Linked DNA regions of Ovis aries: region 2 is linked to region 1. The links are chromatin contacts, called in public Hi-C maps. All regions are on one chromosome and are shown on one strand. The core of a region is the stretch at or near the end of the contact, and the rest is flanking DNA. Distances in the headings are between cores, read along the strand shown. Region 1 has its middle 32 kb from the start of TRNAC-ACA. Region 2 holds the start of LOC101122633 (myeloid-associated differentiation marker-like).

Evidence for each region. Hi-C and Micro-C count contacts between places; a contact is called where the count stands out from the background.
Region 2: a Hi-C map of liver shows a contact between it and region 1, with 12 times the contacts expected there. The contact joins the promoter of LOC101122633 here to the enhancer-like site in region 1. A contact is called at or near these places in 2 of 16 Hi-C or Micro-C datasets (liver and tail adipose tissue).

What each region holds. Positions count from the first base shown.
Region 1 is chr18:19,329,686-19,332,499 of ARS-UI_Ramb_v3.0, reverse strand. It overlaps the pseudogene LOC121817143. Among named protein-coding and RNA genes, the nearest start is that of TRNAC-ACA, 32 kb to the right of the region's middle. Within about 2 kb of position 1,434, at least 5 of the 54 cell types and tissues checked have an H3K27ac peak or open chromatin away from gene starts, as enhancers often do. A contact at or near this core is called in liver, where this site is marked.
Region 2 is chr18:19,597,916-19,600,655 of ARS-UI_Ramb_v3.0, reverse strand. LOC101122633 (myeloid-associated differentiation marker-like) reads left to right here and starts at 1,391. Exons shown (of 1, transcript XM_012098452.5): 1 at 1,391-2,740. The coding sequence starts at 1,644. The coding sequence ends at 2,510. It overlaps LOC114109097 (myeloid-associated differentiation marker-like), which reads left to right and starts at 1,391. Exons shown (of 1, transcript XM_027957496.3): 1 at 1,391-2,740.

The DNA of each region.
Region 1 (2,814 bases), core at 185-2,684:
TATTCTGAAGACATAAGGCAGGAGACTAGTATGTATGTGATTTGAGGGAAGGGGACCATGGAAATAAGCACATGGCTTGGTAGAGGCTTACTGCTCTTCCTGAGGAAAAATACTTTAGCTAATGGCTTTCATGCTTTTCTAAGTATGAGAAGAAGCAAGAACAGAGTTCATAAAAATTTCTCCTAAAAAACTATCACTATCTGAGTGCAGGTTCTCCTGGTTTTCCCAGAGCACAAAATGCCTCATCCTTAGTCTCCCCCCTGAATTCCTTCCAGGATCGACTGTAGGTCAGTGACCTCAGTGGCTAATGACTTGATTCTTGTGCAGCTGGGTGGTAGGTGACATTTTTTACTGCACAATTCCCTTCCTTTTGATCTTAATTTCAAACAAGGTTTGGGAGGCTTTTTTTGGCTAATTTGTCCCAGGGTTCTAGAAATGCTCATTCCAAAACCAATCCAGGATTTTGTTGTTAGGTCACGAATGAGCTGTTACTCACCCATTCCTGGTGGGCCAAATCCTCTGGACCACCTGCCTTACTAGTATGTCAGCTCCAGGGAATGGCTCCCTCGTGTTGCATCTTTCCTTTCTGTATCCAGAGTCACACTATTAGAACTTTACATCAGATCAATCATTTCAAGTCACTTGGTCATCATGATTGTTTATTATAGGCTCACTCACTCATTTGTTAATGCAAGAAACAAGAGTCTTATAAAATAAGCAGAATAAGTAACATGGCTAGTGACATTAATAAGGTCCTAAATAAGTAAGTAGTAGTATCTTCTAAGGAGTTACATGCGTGCACCAGAGAAACTCAACTTTACGTTTGAGTGGGTATTTCTGCCCTTGATAAGGGCTGGTTAACGCATAATACAGATGCACAAAGCATACTAGAATGGAGGGAAGAGGCCGAAAAAGACAGAAAATTTTTATTTTTAAATTTTTCTTATCTTGCTTTAAAATACAAATTTTATTTCAGTCCTTCTTAGGATTTCCCCGTGATGTGGACGGCCTCCTAGGAGCCTTCTCCCTCCACCCCACCTGCCTCTGGGTGAAGATCACACGCTTCATCCCGGTACACGAGTGAGGGGCAGCAGAGGGGGTCCTTCCCCTCCCCTCCCCCACAGCTCTGCTTGCCTGGCTCCCCTGGCCCTGGTGACTCCAGGATGCTGAGCTGGAGGCTTTGTGGTTGAGGACAGGAGATTGAGGGGCCTTCACAGCCACCAGTTACTGTAAAGGGCTGTGGTCTCGATGCAGGGAAGCACATGGTCACACACACATGCACACACACTTACCTGCCCTGAGTATACACACAGGCCCACACTGTTCTGGAGAGGCATCCAAGTGCTGTCACGGCCCCTTTAAGAGTTAGAGGAAAAGATGCTGGCACTGGGGTGGAGCCCAGCCTCTTGTGTCACAGGCTGGGCCACACTCCCAGGCTCTGGTCCAGTTGTGGCTGGGAGTCAGTGGGAGGGGCTCCCAGGGACCTAGCTTTGGTGAGGGTGGGAATTGCCTAGGACCTCCTGAGCTCTAGACAAATTGGGCGCAATTAGAGTATGTGGATTTGGTTCTGGAGTGTTTTGTCTTTGTCTTTTTCTTTCACTTTTATAATGAGGTTAAAAAGCTACATTATGAATGTGGAAGAAGGAACAATGTTATTCTCAATGATTGACAGCAGGGGCTGATGGGAACCAAAAGCTCTGGGATTAAAAAAAAATATTGTATGCATTTTATAGATTGCATTATGCCTGAGTCCCAGAGAATCAGGAAGCAGCAGCAGAAAGCAACCAGCACACAGAAGCACACATGCGGCCTCCCCTGGTGGCGCAGTGGGTAGAGTACACCGGCCAGTGCAGGGCACATCCCTGGTCCAGGAGACTCCCACACGCAGCAGAGTGACTAAACCTGTGTGCCACAACTACTGACACCTGTGTGCACTATAGTCAGTGCTCTGCAACTAGAGAAAGCCCACTCACAACAGCGAAGTCTCAGCACAGCGAAAACGCAATCAATAAATAATTTAAAAAAATTCTTTATAAAAAAAGAAAGAACTGTGTGTCACTGCACACTCAAGCAATGCAGTTCTTTTGACGATGGGAACAGCAACTCCTTCCCCTCTCCAAGCAACCTGCCCAAGAAAACTTGAGAAGAAGCTTCTCCTTTAAGAACAGGGTCACCCAGTAATTTTTGCCCTCCCAATCAGAAAAAAGATGAGAACAGAAAAAAAAAAAAAAAGCAGGCTAACATCACTTTAAGGCTGGTGGGTCCATGCTCTTCTCCCTGCAGAGGCAAGACTTCAGTTTCGATCACTGAGGCAGGAGGGCCACATCGCTGCCCCTCACCAATACAACCCTAGGGTTCTTCACCAGCTCCTTTTGTGATTCCCCAGAGCATAGCTGGGATGGAAGTTATTGACCCCTGGCTTCCTCCAAGATGCCCTCTAGGGAGTGGGTGTTTAGTGAGCCTGCAAAAATTCTGGAGCCACTCTCAGGTGGGGCTGAGCACTAGGTGGGGCCCAGGGGCCCAGGGTCTATGCATTAAATATCCTGCCAAGTGGGAATTACTGATCTCCAGAGACTTTTTTTAAAATTTAAATGGGAGGCATATTGTACACCACCCTCCAGTGCTCCACTGGGAGAGAGTGTCCAGTGACTTACCACTCACCTTCACTCTCCAAAAAAACACAGACAATTGCCAACTAAGGCACCCCCAGGTGGACAGACATCCTTTGGCAAGGAGGCCCCTCTGGAGGCCCAGGGTGAGACCGCTGCACAGGGGGCTGTGTGATGTGGAGTCAGCACCGTAGGAGCTGGGAGG
Region 2 (2,740 bases), core at 142-2,641, 270 kb before region 1:
CCTCAGGGCTGTCTCCTCCCAGGGGTCCTGCAGGGGCCTCCTCTTTCAGCTTTTGCTTTTAAAAAGGGGCTGATCATCCATCCATCCCCACCCACTCCCCGGGATGCCCTGAAAGGCTCCATTCAGCATCAGACACAGCATCCTTGTTCATTTCCAATCCCTTGGTTCCCAGCTTGGAAGCTGCGAACCAGTCTCCCAGGCCAGGAAAATCCTGCTCAGGTAGGACTACTCCTAGATCTTTCCAGACTTCCACCTGGATGGCAGCTTTGGAGCTTAAGAGCCGGACATGTTAATTTATTCTATGGTTCCTCCATGATCCTCTACCTTGGAGTCGTGCTGGATTGGGGTCTCTCTCCCCAGTGTGCAAGAATCACATGTTAAGGTAAAACTCGGAGGAGGGGATTCAGAATAGTCCCTACTTCCCATGTCATCTCGTCCCTGTGGCCTTGCTCTCACCCCATGGCTCCTCCCTGTTCACCCCTGAAGCTGCCCTCCTCCGGGTGGGGTTGTGTCCCTTCAGACGGCAGCTCCTTCTAGTGATGGCTGCAGGGAGGCAAGGCCAGGACCCGTATGTCTTCAGGTTGCTGTGGAAGGAGGCCGTGGCCTTGAAAGTGTATCCTGGGTCCCAGAGCCTTGAGCTTTGGTCCTGAGCTCCCACCCATGGGCCCTTTTGACATGTCAGCTATAGAGCAAAGCCTTCAAACCCGCAGCTTTGGCACTGTTATTTGGGTTCCCATTTCCTAGTCATGCACCCTTAGTAGGCGAGTGTGCTCAGTCGTGTCCGACTACTGGCAGCCCCATGGACTATATCTTACCAGGCCTTTGTCCATGGGATTTTCCAGGCAAGAATACTGGAGTGGGCTGCCATTTCTTTCTCCAGTGCCACCTTAGGAAAGGACTTAATTCCCCCAACTTTAGTTTTCTTGTCTGTAAAAGGGGGTTAGTAGTAAAATCCACAGTCCCTTTTCTGAAACCCTGTGGGTCAGATATGCTCCAGGACTCCGAATTTTTCAGCTTCATTTATGTAACATGGTGCTTCTATCCTACATGACATAATACCCCACTGGGGTCTGAAATACCTTGTAATCAAACACATTCGTGTTTCTGCAACTGAATTTTGAACATTCACACTACATGAAATGAAGACCATAAATGGTCTGTGTCTGTTCATTTTAAATTTTGTTACCAAACAATTTTTTTAAAAAAATTCTTGTCCAATTTTCAGAACTTTGAAAGGTTGGGGTTGTAGATAAGGGTCAGGCTACCCTATGTCTCCGTAGATAATGGCATACAGCAGAAAGAGGTGAAGAAATAAATGTTCATGGTCTGATGCCAGACCCAACCCAGCTGTGAGCTTTGGGATAAGACAAGTCTTGTGACAAGGTCAAGGGGGATGGGTGAAGGAGAACCATTCGGGAGTGATGTGCTTCTGCCCGAGTGTCTGAGCCATTGAGTCCAACTCCACAGATCCTGAGCCTCAGCCATCACAGGGCCCTGAGCCTTTTCCTGGCATCTGACTTAATTCACCTCCAGGGCTGGACTTTTCTCGGGTGAATCCTCAGCGAAGACCTCTGCCATACCGGTGACCAGGACCAGAACGACTACCACATGATCGTCCTCAGGCCCTGGGCTCCCCAACCATTATGGGCTGCTGCCTGCGACAGCTGCAGCTGTTCTCCACCTGCATGGCCTTCTCGCTGGGGGCCAGCGTGGGCACCTGGAAGGGGGCCATAGGTAACTGGTCCATGTTCATCTGGTGCTTCTGCTTCGTCCTGACCCTCCTCATCCTCATAGTTGAGTTATGCGGGCTGGAGGGCCACTTCCCCTTCTCCTGGGACAACTTTCTCACCACCTGCAACTGCTACTCCGCCCTCCTCTGCCTCTCAGCCTCCATCATCTACCCCGTCATCTACATTCAGTTCTTGTTCAACAGCCACAACTGGGACCGCACCATCATCTCCACTGCATTTTCCTGCATCGCCTTTGTGGCTTATGCCATGGACGTGACCTGGACTAGGGCCCAGCCCAACATGATCACAGGCTATATGGCCACCGTGCCAGGCCTGCTTAAGGGGCTGGAGACCATCGTGGCCTGTGTCATCTTTGTCTTCCTCAGCAACACCTCCCTGTACTCGCACCAGCCGGCCCTGAAGTGGTGCGTGGCTGTGTATTCCATCTGCTTCGTCTTGTCATCCGTGGCCATCCTGGTGAACCTGGGCAAATGCGACAACAGGCTGCCCATCCCCTTCTCCATTTTCCAGGTTGTGTTGACCCTGCTCTCCGTCCTCCTCTATACCACTGCTCTGCTCCTCTGGCCGCTCTACCAGTTCAACGAGGAGTTGGGCAGGCCGCTCCAGTGGTCCAGTGACGTGAACTGCAGCAGTGGAGTCCCCACCTCTGTGTGCATCTGGGACCAACAACTGGCTGTGGTTAGTTTGACAGCCATCAACCTGCTGATTTATGTGACTGACCTGGTGTTCTCTGCCCGCCTGAATTTTAACAGAGGCTGAGGCTTTGCCCAAGGGATCCCAATTCCTCCCTTGTCTCACCTGAAGTTCATTACCAAGCTCTAGTGTCCTCTTTCTGGCTCTCCTCTCTCCCTTCTCACGTCCTTCTGCATTCGTCTCACTCCCTTTCCCATTTCTTTTCACCTTCTGCTCTATCTCCTTCCTGTTTTCTTTGGTTGCCCACATTCTGTTTTGCCTTTTACTCTTGCTTCTCTCATCTTTTCTACATTTTC